Linked DNA regions of Mus musculus: regions 1 and 3 are each linked to region 2. Evidence: chromatin contacts called from public HiChIP or PLAC-seq and capture Hi-C data. All regions are on one chromosome and are shown on one strand. Each heading gives the region's core, a stretch centred on a gene start, on an enhancer-like site or on the middle of the called end of the contact. The rest is flanking DNA. Distances are from core to core; before and after follow the strand shown.

Region 1 (4,558 bases), core at 1,372-3,871, 570 kb before region 2:
TGTTATCTTCAAAGGCCTTGATACAGTTCTAAGCCTGTACTAACTGCCCCACTGAAATCTAATCTATCTTAGAATGACAGCAGTCTTACAGCCACAGAATTTTAGATTTGTAGCTGAGTTTGGAGCCTCCAGGGGCAACCCTTGAGGCCTGCATCCAGAAGTCAAGCTGGGGTGAAGGAGGTGCCACTTGCACAGTTCTCAGGAAGATATTGCCACTCAGAATACAGTGTAATAGCTAACATAGAAAAATTCTTCCTCCCAGTAAGAAACAAACTCCTCAAACTAGCTCTGAGATAGATGCCAGGAAAGTATGTAAAATCAAGGGAGCAGAGAAACAACTGTGAAGGCTTTGTCTGTGATCTGTTCAAATATAAAGAGCACAGTTTTGTTTTCCTTTTCTATGATGCTAGAGCCCCATGTGTGCTCAGTAAGTGTTCAAACACTGAGGCATTTCCTCCAGCTCTGTGCTTTTAGCTTTTATTTTGAAATTTATTTTGCGTTCACTAAGTTGTCTAAACAGGCTCACATTTCTTCTGCTTCCATCTGCGAACTAGCTGGGATTACAATCCTATTATACCACCACCCAGCTAGTTGACTGATATCCTATCCACCAACCTCTTTATATTTCTATCGATTTTAGTTTATGTCCTAAAATGGCTGTGCAGACTTCACACTTCATTGGGATCACATACTCCACTGAAAGAAAATAATCTTAGTTAATCCGCATAAGCAGCTACCATGAAACTAACTCTCTTTTAAGACATTCTCAAACATGTACAAAATACATGGAGAGAGAACGATAGGCTTTTAATTTCTGAGGTTGCTTTTGCTATGCTTGAGTAAAAGGAAATGTTAATATTATTCCAAGACAGGATGCAGAAAGGTGAGACCATATTGCTTCATTCAAAGCCCAGCATAAAGTTGCAGCAGCCCCAGCCTTCTTTATGCTCTTCTGCAATGATTTGTAATATATAAAAAGATGCTAAATTGATACCTATGAGACTTTGAAAGACAAGGACAGAACATCTAGTGCAGAGATTATGGGGACTTTGAGGAGGGGATGAAAGATTTGACATGGAAGGAGCAATGTTATTGCAGAATGTCCAGTTGGGGTACCACATGCCTTCTGAGACAGCCACACCATCTAGTTTGAGTGCTTGCTTAGCATACTCATTGAGCTTAATCCTGGGCACTTCAAAGTCATGCTAGTGGATATTCACAACACTAAATAGCCTAGTTGGTTTTCGTTTCATAAGCTGCACCATCAGTCTAACAAGTCACACACACACACACACACACACACACACACACACACACACACACACACACACACAAATCTGAATTATCTCCCATGCATTTGGTGGGCCCAGAATTTATTTAAAGAAATATTAGACAGGGCAATAAAGTGACTCAATCCAGAGCAGGCAAACAAGCAAGGGCTTACACAGATATTCTAATTTCTTTACCAGGAAACGACCTTGTGATCAGAACCCTGGCATTTTCTTGCGTGTTCTCTTAGCTGAGGTTTGTAGCCTCCCTTTTGATGTGGGCAGGTAGCTCTTAAATCCTAAAAGTACCTTGGATTAGCCCTGTATGAAACCCACAATTCCTGACAAAACACTCTCCCAGGAAATTCTTTTAAGATGTCACCTTGGAGAATCTCTCAGGAACCCTGAATAGAAGAGACCCTGCACTCACTTGGCTGTCTGGTATACACACACACACACACACACACACAAATTGTCTACTGTCAACACACCACCACCACCACCACCACCACCACCACCGAGACCTGTCCCTGAACTCACCGGATGATGACAAACATGACCAGAGAATTGCCCACTAAGCCCACCACAAATACCACAGAGTAGACAGCGGTGATGATAACAGGGATGGCCGGAGAGATGTGCGCGGACTCCAGCTGCTGATCCTCTGAGCCCACACTGCCATTACTGTCGGATTCTGCCCAGTTGGGGAACCAAGAGCTGCTGTTGGGGAGAAGGCAAGCACTGGGAGAGCAGGTAGGGCCTGGATCTCCTCGGAAGATCTGAATGGGGGACTCCATGGTGAGCGCTGCAGCTGGAAAGCGAGAAGGTGGCACTTGCGGGGCTGCAGGAGCAGAGAACAGATTGAACCCAGAGAGACAAACTTTGCCTGTACAGGCAGGGCTGGAGGCGCAGGAGCCCGCAACCCCAGGACTCAGTCTGGCCGCCCATCCCAAGGAAGGAGCAGACAGGTTGAAATCCCCTTCCCACCCCCTACCCCTACCTCCACTGCAGCTATTAAACTGAGAGTATTTGCACCTTTTTGGAGCCCTGAGGTTGCTTCACCCTCGGGCGTTGTGCTGTCCACTCCTGTGGCTGCCTCTACCCTGCCTGTCTGTGCATGCAACCCCAAGAAGCACTAGCCACAGCAATTTCCCCACTGTGCCTCGAAAGCCCCAAGCTCACCTCCAGATCGCTGATTGGCGACCTCCCTTCCCAAGTCACCGTCAGCTTTCCAAGTCACCACTTTAGATCCTGAGTAGCTGTTCAGCCCTGATGGGTCCACGTTCCTGATGCTCAATTTGTGCCTTCCAAGACTGGAAGAAGCTCTGCCTGTTTGGGATCAGCAAGGTGCGCCGGGGACAGGCAAGCTGAGAGCTGCAGGGCTGGTTGCCCCCGCCCTGCTCCCCATCTCAGCCTATCCCCGCCCATCCCCTCCTCTCCAAGCCACGCCCCCTCAGAGCTGACCCAGGCCAGTCTGCCGCTCTGCCAAGGCTCACTAACTCCAACTGCCCAAGCTGCTTGCCGCTTCTCTCTCTGCAGCTTCCTGGCGGGCGGTCTGATGCTTAGCTAAGGTCCAGTAACTGAAAGGGCCCTGTACAGTGACAAGAGTGCATGGGATCATTCCGTGTGTTTGGAATTTCTTTTCTTCAGAGTTCCCAGGACTAGTGTCTTTAAGCAAGGAAGCAAGTGGTAGCACTGAATTTTATTTATTGAAGGATACAAATAAAATGGCCAAATAATCTTGTCAGAATCAAACAGATCATATAGAATTAGTGGGTTAAGATCTATTAATGGAAAGCTACTGTGCATCTTGTCACCCTTTCTGCTCTGTCTAGAATGGCAGGTTGCAAGAACACTGTACTTACAGGTACTAATATTATTGCCTGCTATTACTGCACACATTCTCCTTTCCTAGGCTCTGCTGTTGCAGCAGGAGAGTAATTATTTATGTTAATCTCAGCCATGAAGTTCTTGCCTATACCAAATGCAGATAATTCAAACCTTTGTGAGAAACAGTCTCAACTATGTGTAAAATATTGACAGTCCAGGTGTCCCTGTCAGAATCTGTTGGGTAAAAGAGGCCCTAAGAGAAAGATGCTCTTGGGGATCCAGAGCTGGGTCCCTAAGAAATATTCCAAAAGAAAAAGAAGTGCTGTGGAACTGGAACCACCCAAGGGTGAGACACTCGAATTTTCCCAGGAGTTTCAAGGACTTAGATAAACCAGATCCCCATTGTTTCCCATAATGTACATCATGTCCACAGGTGGGCATTTTAGTGGCAGACTCAAGTCTATTCATGCGATGATGATAGGAGGGGGGCTCCTTGAACTTCTGCTGCTTACTAACTGAAGGAGATTTGGCCATCTGCCTGCACAGTTTACAGATGTACAATTTTTTTTACTCTGCTGCATATAAAGCAAGACGAACATTCTCCTTTGGCAACAGTGTTTTCAACTCCCAGCTCTGAGGACCATTTTCAAGTCTTGCAAATTTTCATTGCAAAGAGTGTGGTTGGTTTTTGTCAATATGACACAAACATAGTCATATCTTGGAAGAAAGGATCTCAACTCAGAAAGTGCTTCTTTATAAATGGCCTGTAGGGACCCAGAAGGAACAACATGGTATGTATGCATTTATTATTGGATATTAGCCATAAAGGATAATCATGCTACAATCCACACATCCAAGGAGGCTAAATGATAAGAAGGACTTACGAAAGGATGCATGGATCTTCCTGGAAAGAGAAAATAGAATAGATTTTGAGGGTGTACTGGGTGAAGGTTGGATGGGAACAGATGGGATCAGGTATGGTGGAGGGAGGAATGGAGGGAGAAAGTTCTGGAAAGATGACTGGAATTGTGAGACATTTTGGGGCAATGTAAAAACTTAATGCAATGGAAACTCCCTGAAATCTACTAGGGTGACCCTAATGAGGACTATGAGTAATGAGGAATACAAAGCCTAAACCAGCCATCTTCTGTAATCAGGTAAGACTTCCAATGGAAGGACTGAACACCAACTCAGCCAAAAACATACAGTTTGTCCTGCATACAAGATGGGGTATGGTGAAGGTCACATAGAAATTGTGGGAGTAGCCAATAAATGACTAGTCCATCTTGAGACCCATGCCACAGAGGGAGTCCACACTTGACACTGCCTGGAGGGCCAGGAACTAGAGGCTGGATAGGCCAGAGACACAAGATAGAGCAAAACATAACTGACAAAAAAAAAGTGAAAGAAATTATTCCTAATGATATTCTGCTATAGACAGGAGCCTAACATAATCATCA
Region 2 (4,331 bases), core at 1,737-4,236:
AACAACAACAAAACAAACAATAAACAAAATTTTAAAACAATGAAAAATATTTGGAGACATTTCTTTTAGCAACCCTACCTCCTCCTCCTCCTCCTCCTCCTTCTCCTTCTCCTCCTCCACCACCACCTCCTCCATCTCCTCCTCTTCTTATTTGAGACATGTTCTTAGATTCCTATGCAGCTTATGCTGACCTCAAATTCATGAAGTCAAAGATGGCCTTACCTCCATATGTGATTCCTGTCATATGGGTACCACCTCGTCAGTGTGAGATTATGGGCAGCATTGCTGTACTGAACCTAGGGCTTCCAGCATGCTATGAAAACATTTTCTCAAATGAGCTACATTCCCAGCCTTACCTTGCATCTTGATTCTCTCACTAAGGCAAGAATTGTTAAACTTTAAAGTTTTGAGTGGTGGTGGTGGTGGTGGTAGTGGTGGTGGTGGTGGTGGTGGTGTGGACAAAGTGCTTTCTACATAGCCCCAGTTGTCCTAGACCTTCCTATGTAAACCAGGATGGCCTTGAACTCACAGAGCTCTGCCTGTCCAGGTGCTGGGATTAAAGGCATGCACCATCACTCCCAGCCAAAGATTATTTTTAAAGACTCGTTTTGACAAAAGTAGATAAACTGGGAAATTAAAGCGGCATCCCCACAGTTGGGGGTTGTTAGTGGGAAGGCTGTTTCTAGGACCCTGTGCTCCTGACTACTACACTAAACATGCCCAAGAATGTCATCTTTTTAACTTTCCAAGAAAAAAAAAAGAGCATGTTTACTTTTATCCTCTTTCATACATAAGTCTCCTAGGAATACATTTCAGGAAGCAGAACTCTGAAAATAAGAGGTACATATGGAGTTCAGAAAAGACGCCTGAAGGCTTACAAAACCGAACAAACTCCCCCACTATGCTGAGGTGAAGTTGGCTACTTCCTACCCGGCTCCCAGTGTAAGGTGGGTCTGGATTCTTTCTGGCTGGCCAGCTGCCTAAGAACTACCCAAGTCTCACTTAACAGCTACCCCAGTGGGACCTGGTAACTATTCCGACCTCAGTGGTCTATTGGAGGACAGGGTAAGGAGAATTCTGATGAGGGAAGGGAAGAGGGAAAAAAATGAAAAATTGAATAGATGACTGGTGCCCACCACGTTTAATGTGCATACAGATTATATGGGGTGTAAATGTGCAGGTTTTGATGAACTAGGCTAGGAAAGGGACATAAATTTTGCATTCTTATGGAGCAGCTGGATACTGAATATTGGCAACAGCAGCTGGTTCAGAGACCACAGCGTTAGGCAACGTAGTTTAAATGAGGGAAGAAACTAAGCTAGTGCTTTCTCTTTTTACTTCCACTGACCTTCTCTTGTATCCCCAAAGCAATTCTCAAAATGCTTCCACAAGGTCGCAAATAGGTGACTGTGGACAAGATCGTACTGATGTGCTGGTTTTGTTTCTCGCCTTTCTTACACACCCTTCCCGCCTTCCGCCCTGCACAGCTCCCAGACTCCACCGGGTCGACTCATTTCGCCACCTTTCTAGCCTGCTCTCCAGCTGTTCTTGTGTCTTCTGCGGCGACCCCCTCCCGTGGCTTGCCTGGGCGCAGGGACTTTCCCTCTCAGCCAAGCTCCTGGCCTACTGCCTGGCTCTCTCCAGAGCCCCACCGCCTCCTGTTCCTACTTGTGGCCTCAATGGCACTGCCAGGACGACGTCCGAGGGGTCGTCTACTGAAGCTGGCAAGTCCGAATTCGGAGCCCAGAGGAGAGGACGCCTGTACTGAAAAGAGTTCACCCGAGTCCGTGAGTACTGGGAACTCCACTAAACCCACCCTCGGCTTCTGGAGGCCCCAGCCTTTCCCACTCGCTCTAATCCTGATTGACCCAGCCCACCCGGGCTGGCCTGGATACTGAAAGATTGGCACAGCGCTGGGCACACTGGAGGAAAGGGCACCTGAGGCTCCCGGACACTCCCACCTCCACCGAGGCATTAGAGCTACTTTCTCCCAAGCGATCTGTTCTGTTTCTACCATCCTAGGAAGCAAGAGGAAGCCCTCTGACGCCTCCGAAGATCTTTTCCAACTGTAGTTGCAGCTTCCCCTCGAGCCTCCCCAAGCATCCCCGCACTTTGTAACCGCTCGCAGCCGCGTTCATGCCCCCACTCCTCTTCCCAGGAAGAGGGAGGAAATGACGTGATGTTATTTTTGTGTCAGGTCACTTTGCTGCTTGAGTTTAGCCCTCCGAGCTCAGGCGCACTGCCCCAGGGGTTCACTTCAAGGGTTACTTCGCTAGCTGCGGCGACCCGGGCGAGGGGCATCCTCAGAGGTAGGCGCCAGGTTCTGCAAATGCCCGGGGCTTCCCCTCCCACCGCCTGAGTCGCAAAAGAAAGGGAGACTGCCGAGGGACTGAGAGAGACCGGAGTCCCGGCTTAGGCTTTCTTACATACACTCCACCCTGCCATCCCAATCGCCAGGTGGGGCCATCCGACTCTGGCTGGCTGGCCGGAACTGAGTAGGACCACTGTTTAGAGTGGGAGAACAGATCTCTTAGAAAGGCTATACAAAGAGAGTTGGGGGCGGATGTTAGTGGCGCTGAGGTCAAAGGGTTCAGTGGGGATTGTCCAGCAGGGGCGGGCAGTTCACAGGCGCGAGACCCGGGGTACAAAGCACCAGCTCCTCTCGCGACCTTTCCCCGTACCCCCAAGCATCTCTTCATTCACAAGGCCCCAGTACTCATTCACAAACTCTGGATCGCCCCCACCCCACGGCGTCCCCCGCAAGCTAAGGCCAGGGGATAAAGAGAAAGGGCCTTACAGGCACCCTCAAAGCTCGCTCCCGCCGCACCCATTATTTCGTTGCGATTATAAGAGAGGAGCCAGGACCGGGGCTCCGCTCGCCCGATTTGGGACTAGGGAGTACCCCCAGCCTCCGAGTGCTGCGTGCTGCCGCCAGAAGGAGGCGAGCCAGGGGATTGCCCTGCCCCAGGAAAGCGAGCGAGCGCCGGGGCGGAGAGGAGTCAGAGAAGGGAAAGGAGGAGGAAGAGAGAAGAGCTCCGGAGCTTAGACCCAGAAACGCAGGAAAGGGCGGGTGGCAGAGAGCCAGCGCGGGCGGAGTAGGAACCGCTCTGACTAGTGTAAGAAAACTAAGGCACACTCTGGACGCATGCGCACGGCCAACGGAGGCCCGAGGGCCAGAGCTTCCCCTTCGGCTAGCCCAGCGGACCCTGGCCTGGTAAGTACCTGGCGTCCTCCTCGTCTTCCTCTCTGACTCCCTGCCCCCCCCCCCCCCCGAAGCCCTGGACCTGGCAGTAGAAGGAGCTCGAGGAACCTGGGACGCCAGTCTCTCCTTGCCCGGTGGTGCAATCCCTGGCTGGTCATCGCCCTTAGGGTTAGTCAGTTGAGGCGAGTGGGTTGTGAGTTCGGAACATCTCATTGTCTGAGGGAAGGCTCCGAACCATTGTGATCGGTTATTATCAGACCCACCAAGCAGGTGGTCCGGACTCTGAGACTCAGCGAGGGACGAAAAATGCCATTAAGGTCTAAAGTGCACATCAGACATGCCAAGCATTTGGGAGAGCCCAAGCGAGTGGAAGAGTCTCGGCTCTCTCTCAGTTGGGGGAAGGATGCGCCTCGGTCTGAGGACCCGGGGCGGGCAATTTGAGCGCAGGTTGAGGAGGTGACACTCCCGGAACGCACTACCTCCCTTTCAGAGAAGCGCATCACAGGCCGGCTGGCGGAGCTGAGCTTCAAGTAGGCGCTCAGACCGCGCCCGGAGCGCTGCGGGCAGCAACACCAGACAACTGAGTAGACCGAACAGTCACTTAAGGGAGAGAGGGTGGGGATTGTCCTTATCGGGCCTGGGAGCTAGATTTCCCACACTCGGGGGGCTCGGGAGGTTGGAACCCGAGGACGTGCCGAGGCTGCAGCGACTGAAGGTTCGGGTAGGAAGCAGAGAGGCTGCGCGGAGGTGAGCGATGGGGAGTCGGGTCTTTGTATGATGGTGCCCTCAGACTTGGGGAAACTGGGCTGGCAAGGAGCCTAAAGGGAGACAGCTCCCTGGGACAAGGGTGTGCTCTTTCGGAGATCTGTGGCTAACCCCACCTACTGCTTCAGGGGAGTGGGTAAGGGAGAGGCCTCGGAAGCGGCACACGCGGGGGTGGGGTGGGTGTTTGGGGAGACGTTTCAATGCGCTGAAGGATTTCCACACTTAGGGAGTGGGCGACCGAAGGTGGGCGTTGGGGAGGGTACAGGCGCTGCGACCGCGCAGGTCTGAAGGTGTGAAGGTGGAGCGCGGGAGAGGTGGGCTCTCTGGGGCTGGGCTGGGTCAGGATCTTCCTCGAGTCCATAAG
Region 3 (4,932 bases), core at 921-3,420, 900 kb before region 2:
TCTCTTGTCATGAAACAAAACTTCTAGTACCAGGATTGGATTACATCTAATTGAGATTTTGGCCAAAGGTGTCACATGGAAATTCCCAAACAACCTAGGCTATTGCCAAGACTATGGATTGCTCTTCATAAACCAAGAGCAAGGTCCCATTGCTGAGGGCAACACTACATAACTCCTTGAACATGGAGATGTCATGAGGTGCCTAAATAAAGCATCCACATCTGTGTTCTAGTGTCTTTGGTACAAGAAGGTACTCTGAATGCTACCAAAAGAGAAATATAAAGGTCAAACCACAAAACCTTTGATCTACAATGGTGTAATGTTTGTGAGCAATGCTAGGGCAACAGTGGCACAAAGGTTGTGGTGGTAATAAACTAATAACTGATTTACTTAAGGCCCATTCTAAGAGATGCAACCCATACCTAACCCTGCTTGGTTGACCAAGAATCAGACACTAGATAGTTCAGGGGCGTGAGGTAAAACCAAATAATACTTGTCTGAAATATGTAGCAATAAAAATGACTCAATGATAATCTGCTATATAGAATTTTGCTCCTGCTACAGGGAGGGAGGGGGAATGAGGGAGAGGGAGAGAAAGAGAGAAAGAGAGAGGGTGAGGGAGCACTTAGGTCTAAGTGGGATGCCTCCTCCATTCAGAACTCAGGAAAACAGGCAGAAGGAGTCTTTATATACCTTAGTTATATGCACACAGACTGTGCAGGTTTGTACCATGTCCTCATCAAATATATTCTAGCTTCTAGATTAGTGTTTTTGTGCGATTTCTGGGTGTGCAAATGAGAGAGTCTCTAAATCCTTCTCTTGGATTTGTTTCCTTCTATTGATTCATCCTGTCCAACTTTAATGTGACAGTTTTTGCTTTATATTTTGTTTTGTTATATTTTCTAAAATGAATATGAATGCACTAATGAAAACCCAGTCACTAGAGGAAGGGTTAACAACTAAATTGTCAATTATACCTGCTGTAAAAGGGGGAATTAGTTTTCTCCAATACAGTGATATTGGATTTATCAACTCTTCCAGGGCAGGACTCATGTTCAAGAATAGTTGATCAACATTTAATGATCTCCACAGTTTTGCTTTTGTATGTTTATGGTTTTATTTGATTACAGTTTAGTGGGTTTTTTTCTCTCTCTGTTTAGGTGTTTCTTTATTTTATTTTCTTGGATTTGGGAGTTTTTGTTGTGTTTGGTTTTGTTCTTGTTTGTTTTGAGAAAGAGCTTAAAGTTGGGTGGGTAGAGAGAGGATCTAGACGACTTGGGGTAGGGGAAGACTACGATCAAAATAAATTTAATTTTAACATTGATTTAAATAATGATACATATAATAAAGAAATAAAACATGTTATGGGAACCTCATCTCCAACTGTTCTTCAAAAACAGGATATTATTTTTTTTAACTTTGTCATTCTTAGTTTTAGTTTCTGACAGGTGAGCTTTTTATAATTCCAGATGAACTGAATTAAAACAGCAGGAAGGCAGCAAAGAAGTCTTTTGAGGAAGGGGGCGCTGTTTTCTGTTAGATCAGAGGATTTTTCTAGGAGTGGAGTGGGAAAGGGTGACAGGTTGACTGAGCCGCGCTTCCTGTACTTCAGGTTCTTGGGAGAACTCCTGGAGAGTCCAGCAGTAGTCTCTGGGCAGACAACAGGAGACAGACTAGGCTGGCAGGCATCTCATTGCTGCTGCAGCGTCCTCCAGCAGACAGTGGGTTCCTCCCTGACCTCCCCAGGAAACTCAGATCTTTGCTGGGACTCGCCAGGTAAGATAAAGATTGCTGTTGCAAGTCCTATTATCTAGCGTGCTCGGAAACACACCTCTGCTGAATTCGCCGGTGTGACCTCAGTGTGAATTCCTTAAGCTCTAAAACAGGGGATTGGGTGCATTTACGGTTTCCTAGGAGTCAAGTGGCTTCTGCATAGCACTTTGATGTATTCAGTGGACTGGAATCTGATTTCCACAGGTGGAGAGAAGAGCTTGGGACACTGTAGCTACTTTCTATGGACCTCATTTCTCCTTAAAGCTATACCTCCAGAAATGTAAGCTGTGTTTTCAATTCTGTCTCCAGCCTTGGAGTCCCGGCGTCAGCGAGCTTAGTAGCAGCGGGGAACGCCCCCTCCGGTGCGCATCCAGAGAAAAGCTGTGACACTCAGGCAGTGCCTGGGTGCAGATCCCTGTAAACGTGGGCGCATAAACCTCGAGTTTCGCGGGGCTGCTGAGTGGAATCCTGGTGGTCGCCTGCTCTCCAGCCCTCTCCAAGATGCATAACTTAACGCTTTTCGAGTCTGGAGGGGACAACGTGTCTTGCGGCGGCTCATCTTTGGGCTGTCCCAACGGGTCCAGCCTGGCTCCTCTGCCGCTGCCGCAGCCACTGGCGGTAGCAGTGCCTGTCGTCTACGGGGTAATTTGCGCCGTGGGACTGGCTGGCAACTCTGCGGTGCTGTACGTACTGCTGCGCACGCCGCGCATGAAGACTGTCACCAACGTGTTCATCCTCAACCTGGCTATCGCCGATGAGCTCTTCACCCTCGTGCTGCCCATCAACATCGCGGACTTCCTGCTGAGGCGCTGGCCCTTCGGGGAGGTCATGTGCAAGCTCATTGTAGCCGTCGACCAGTACAACACTTTCTCTAGCCTCTACTTCCTCGCCGTCATGAGCGCCGACCGATACCTGGTGGTTCTGGCCACAGCAGAGTCGCGCCGGGTGTCCGGGCGCACTTACGGTGCAGCGCGTGCTGTCAGTCTGGCGGTGTGGGCGCTGGTGACGCTGGTCGTGCTGCCCTTTGCGGTATTCGCTCGGCTGGACGAGGAGCAGGGTCGGCGCCAGTGCGTGCTGGTCTTCCCGCAGCCCGAGGCCTTCTGGTGGCGTGCCAGCCGTCTCTACACACTAGTATTGGGCTTTGCCATCCCGGTGACCACCATCTGTGCTCTCTATACCACTCTGCTCTGCCGACTGCGTGCTATCCAGCTAGATAGCCACGCCAAGGCCCTGGATCGTGCCAAGAAGCGCGTGACCTTGTTGGTGGCGGCGATTCTGGCTGTGTGCCTCCTCTGCTGGACGCCTTATCACCTGAGTACCATAGTGGCCCTCACCACCGACCTCCCGCAAACGCCGCTGGTCATCGGCATCTCTTACTTCATCACCAGCCTGAGCTATGCTAACAGCTGCCTCAACCCTTTCCTCTATGCCTTCCTGGACGACAGCTTCCGCAGAAGCCTCCGGCAATTGGTGTCATGCCGTTCAGCCTGATGCCCTTTCCACCTCTTTCCACCGCAGGCAGCACTGCCAGCTGGGTTCAGGAGAATTCCGGGACTGTGGTTCCCAAGTGCAGCCCGAAATCCTGAGGCCCATTCCAGGCATTCAGTACCACAGGCCCTACCCAGGACTGATACCACAGGCCCTAACCAGGACTGATCCGGGATTTGCCCGGCCTTGAGGTGAGGCTGGTGTGTAGCATGCCTGAGGACAGCTTGGGCCAGGGCACCTTACTATTTTGTCCCCACAGCTGAGGGCAGGGCTTGACACCTGAACGTAGGGTAAATGGTGGGGCAGTGTTGTTGGAACGTGATTTTAATTCTCTCTCTATTTCACTGTGAGTAGGCTCCTAGGATGTCCCAGGCATCTCTTCCTCAGCGTTAAGTCTGTGTATTTTGTTTCTTTGCTTTCCACCACGGATGACCTCCCTGGTAAACAGCCTGGCCTGATGCTTCTTAGGAACACTCTAACTGCCTGGCCACGCCTCACTGGAGATGTGTGTGTGTGTGTGTGTGTGTGTGTGTGTGTGTTAGAGTGGAGGTGTGGTGGTGTGGAGGTGTGGTGGTGTGGTGGTGTGGTGGTGTGGTGGTATGGTGGTGTGGTGGTGTGGTGGTGGTGGTGAAGGGGGCTAGAACCTAGCTGTGACTGACAAGAATAGAGATAATCACCTGCTCAGTATGCCCCACCTTTCTTCGTTTTACCGAAGCCGATCTATATGGCCCTAAAAAGACTTTAACCGAGGCTGCAAAAGCCAAGAGTACAGAGAAATCACCGGAGAGTGAGGTTCCAGCTCCCTCTAGAGGAGTCAGGTGTACAGAACGTTTCTGAGCTGCTTTTGCACAGGGTGGTGCACCAGCCAACAGCTCTTTAAATCTTTGGTCCTTTGTAGCTTCTGTAAAGTAGTCCAAAATTTCCTTCCTGCCTCATAGCCTTCACAGGCTTCCCATACAACTTAGACCATTTCCTTGTAACTATGTACAGTTTTTCTGGACCAAGAACTTTGTAAATAATACATATATCTTACTCTCACAGTCTTCTTAACTTAGAGGAATATGAGAAATAAAAGATGAGACCTGTTCCAACTATGGTTCCCCTTCCCTGAGTATTCTTCCAGGACCTCCCTTCAGTGAGATCCAGGTACGGGAACCGCCTTGCATCCCTAGCTTTTTCTTGTCTGGACACTTACCTAACCACAAGGAACATCTAAATTTTGTCCAATTCTAAAGTCCCGGGGAACATCTGCTTCTGATTACCCACAGGGAACAGTCAACACCTACTTTCCTCTCTTTAGTCTCTACTTATGGAAGACAAGCTCCAGGCCTCCTCCTCGAGGCCTGGAGTAACCAGACTCATCAGTGATAGCGTCTTTTAAACGATATGTTTAGGATGATCCCCAGGAAGAAATGATATGATTTTCAAGTATCATTTTTCCTATGGGAAAGTTTGGTTATATGTGGAACCAAGACTCTTGCCAGCAGACTTTGTTTACAAAGTTTGGCATGAAAGTCAATTATTTCTCAGTTATTTGTATTCAATGTTCCCTTCAAAAATATGCAGAAGGGAAATACTCTCTCTTGCAAGAGGAAGGCTAAATTTCCCTCTGATTTTGGTGTATGAGAATTGATTGGTTCCTACGGTGTCAGAGTTGTGGGAAGATTGGGG

What was found. HiChIP or PLAC-seq counts read pairs in DNA pulled down with a chosen protein or histone mark. Capture Hi-C pulls out chosen DNA fragments and counts their contacts.
Region 1: a contact with region 2 is called in a capture Hi-C map of embryonic stem cells, with 4 times the contacts expected there. The contact joins the promoter of Oprk1 here to the promoter of Rgs20 in region 2. A contact is called at or near these places in 2 of 39 promoter capture datasets (cranial neural crest and liver), 1 of 115 datasets of contacts at active chromatin or transcription factors (embryonic stem cells) and 1 of 9 other capture datasets (embryonic stem cells).
Region 3: an H3K27ac HiChIP or PLAC-seq map of embryonic stem cells shows a contact between it and region 2, with 9 times the contacts expected there. The contact joins the promoter of Npbwr1 here to the promoter of Rgs20 in region 2. A contact is called at or near these places in 12 of 39 promoter capture datasets (the 3T3-L1 cell line, 3T3-L1-derived adipocytes, the HPC-7 cell line and 8 more), 14 of 484 Hi-C or Micro-C datasets (Sertoli cells, cerebellum, cerebral cortex and 5 more), 11 of 115 datasets of contacts at active chromatin or transcription factors (astrocytes, embryonic forebrain, embryonic hindbrain and 4 more) and 1 of 9 other capture datasets (embryonic stem cells).

What each region holds. Positions count from the first base shown.
Region 1 is chr1:5,586,556-5,591,113 of GRCm38.p6, reverse strand. Oprk1 (opioid receptor, kappa 1) reads right to left here and starts at 2,621. Exons shown (of 4, transcript NM_011011.2): 1 at 2,451-2,621; 2 at 1,809-2,079. The coding sequence starts at 2,065.
Region 2 is chr1:5,018,194-5,022,524 of GRCm38.p6, reverse strand. It overlaps Rgs20 (regulator of G-protein signaling 20), which reads left to right and starts at 2,986. Exons shown (of 5, transcript NM_021374.5): 1 at 2,986-3,214. The coding sequence starts at 3,146.
Region 3 is chr1:5,914,636-5,919,567 of GRCm38.p6, reverse strand. Npbwr1 (neuropeptides B/W receptor 1) reads left to right here and starts at 2,170. Exons shown (of 1, transcript NM_010342.1): 1 at 2,170-4,932. The coding sequence starts at 2,275. The coding sequence ends at 3,264.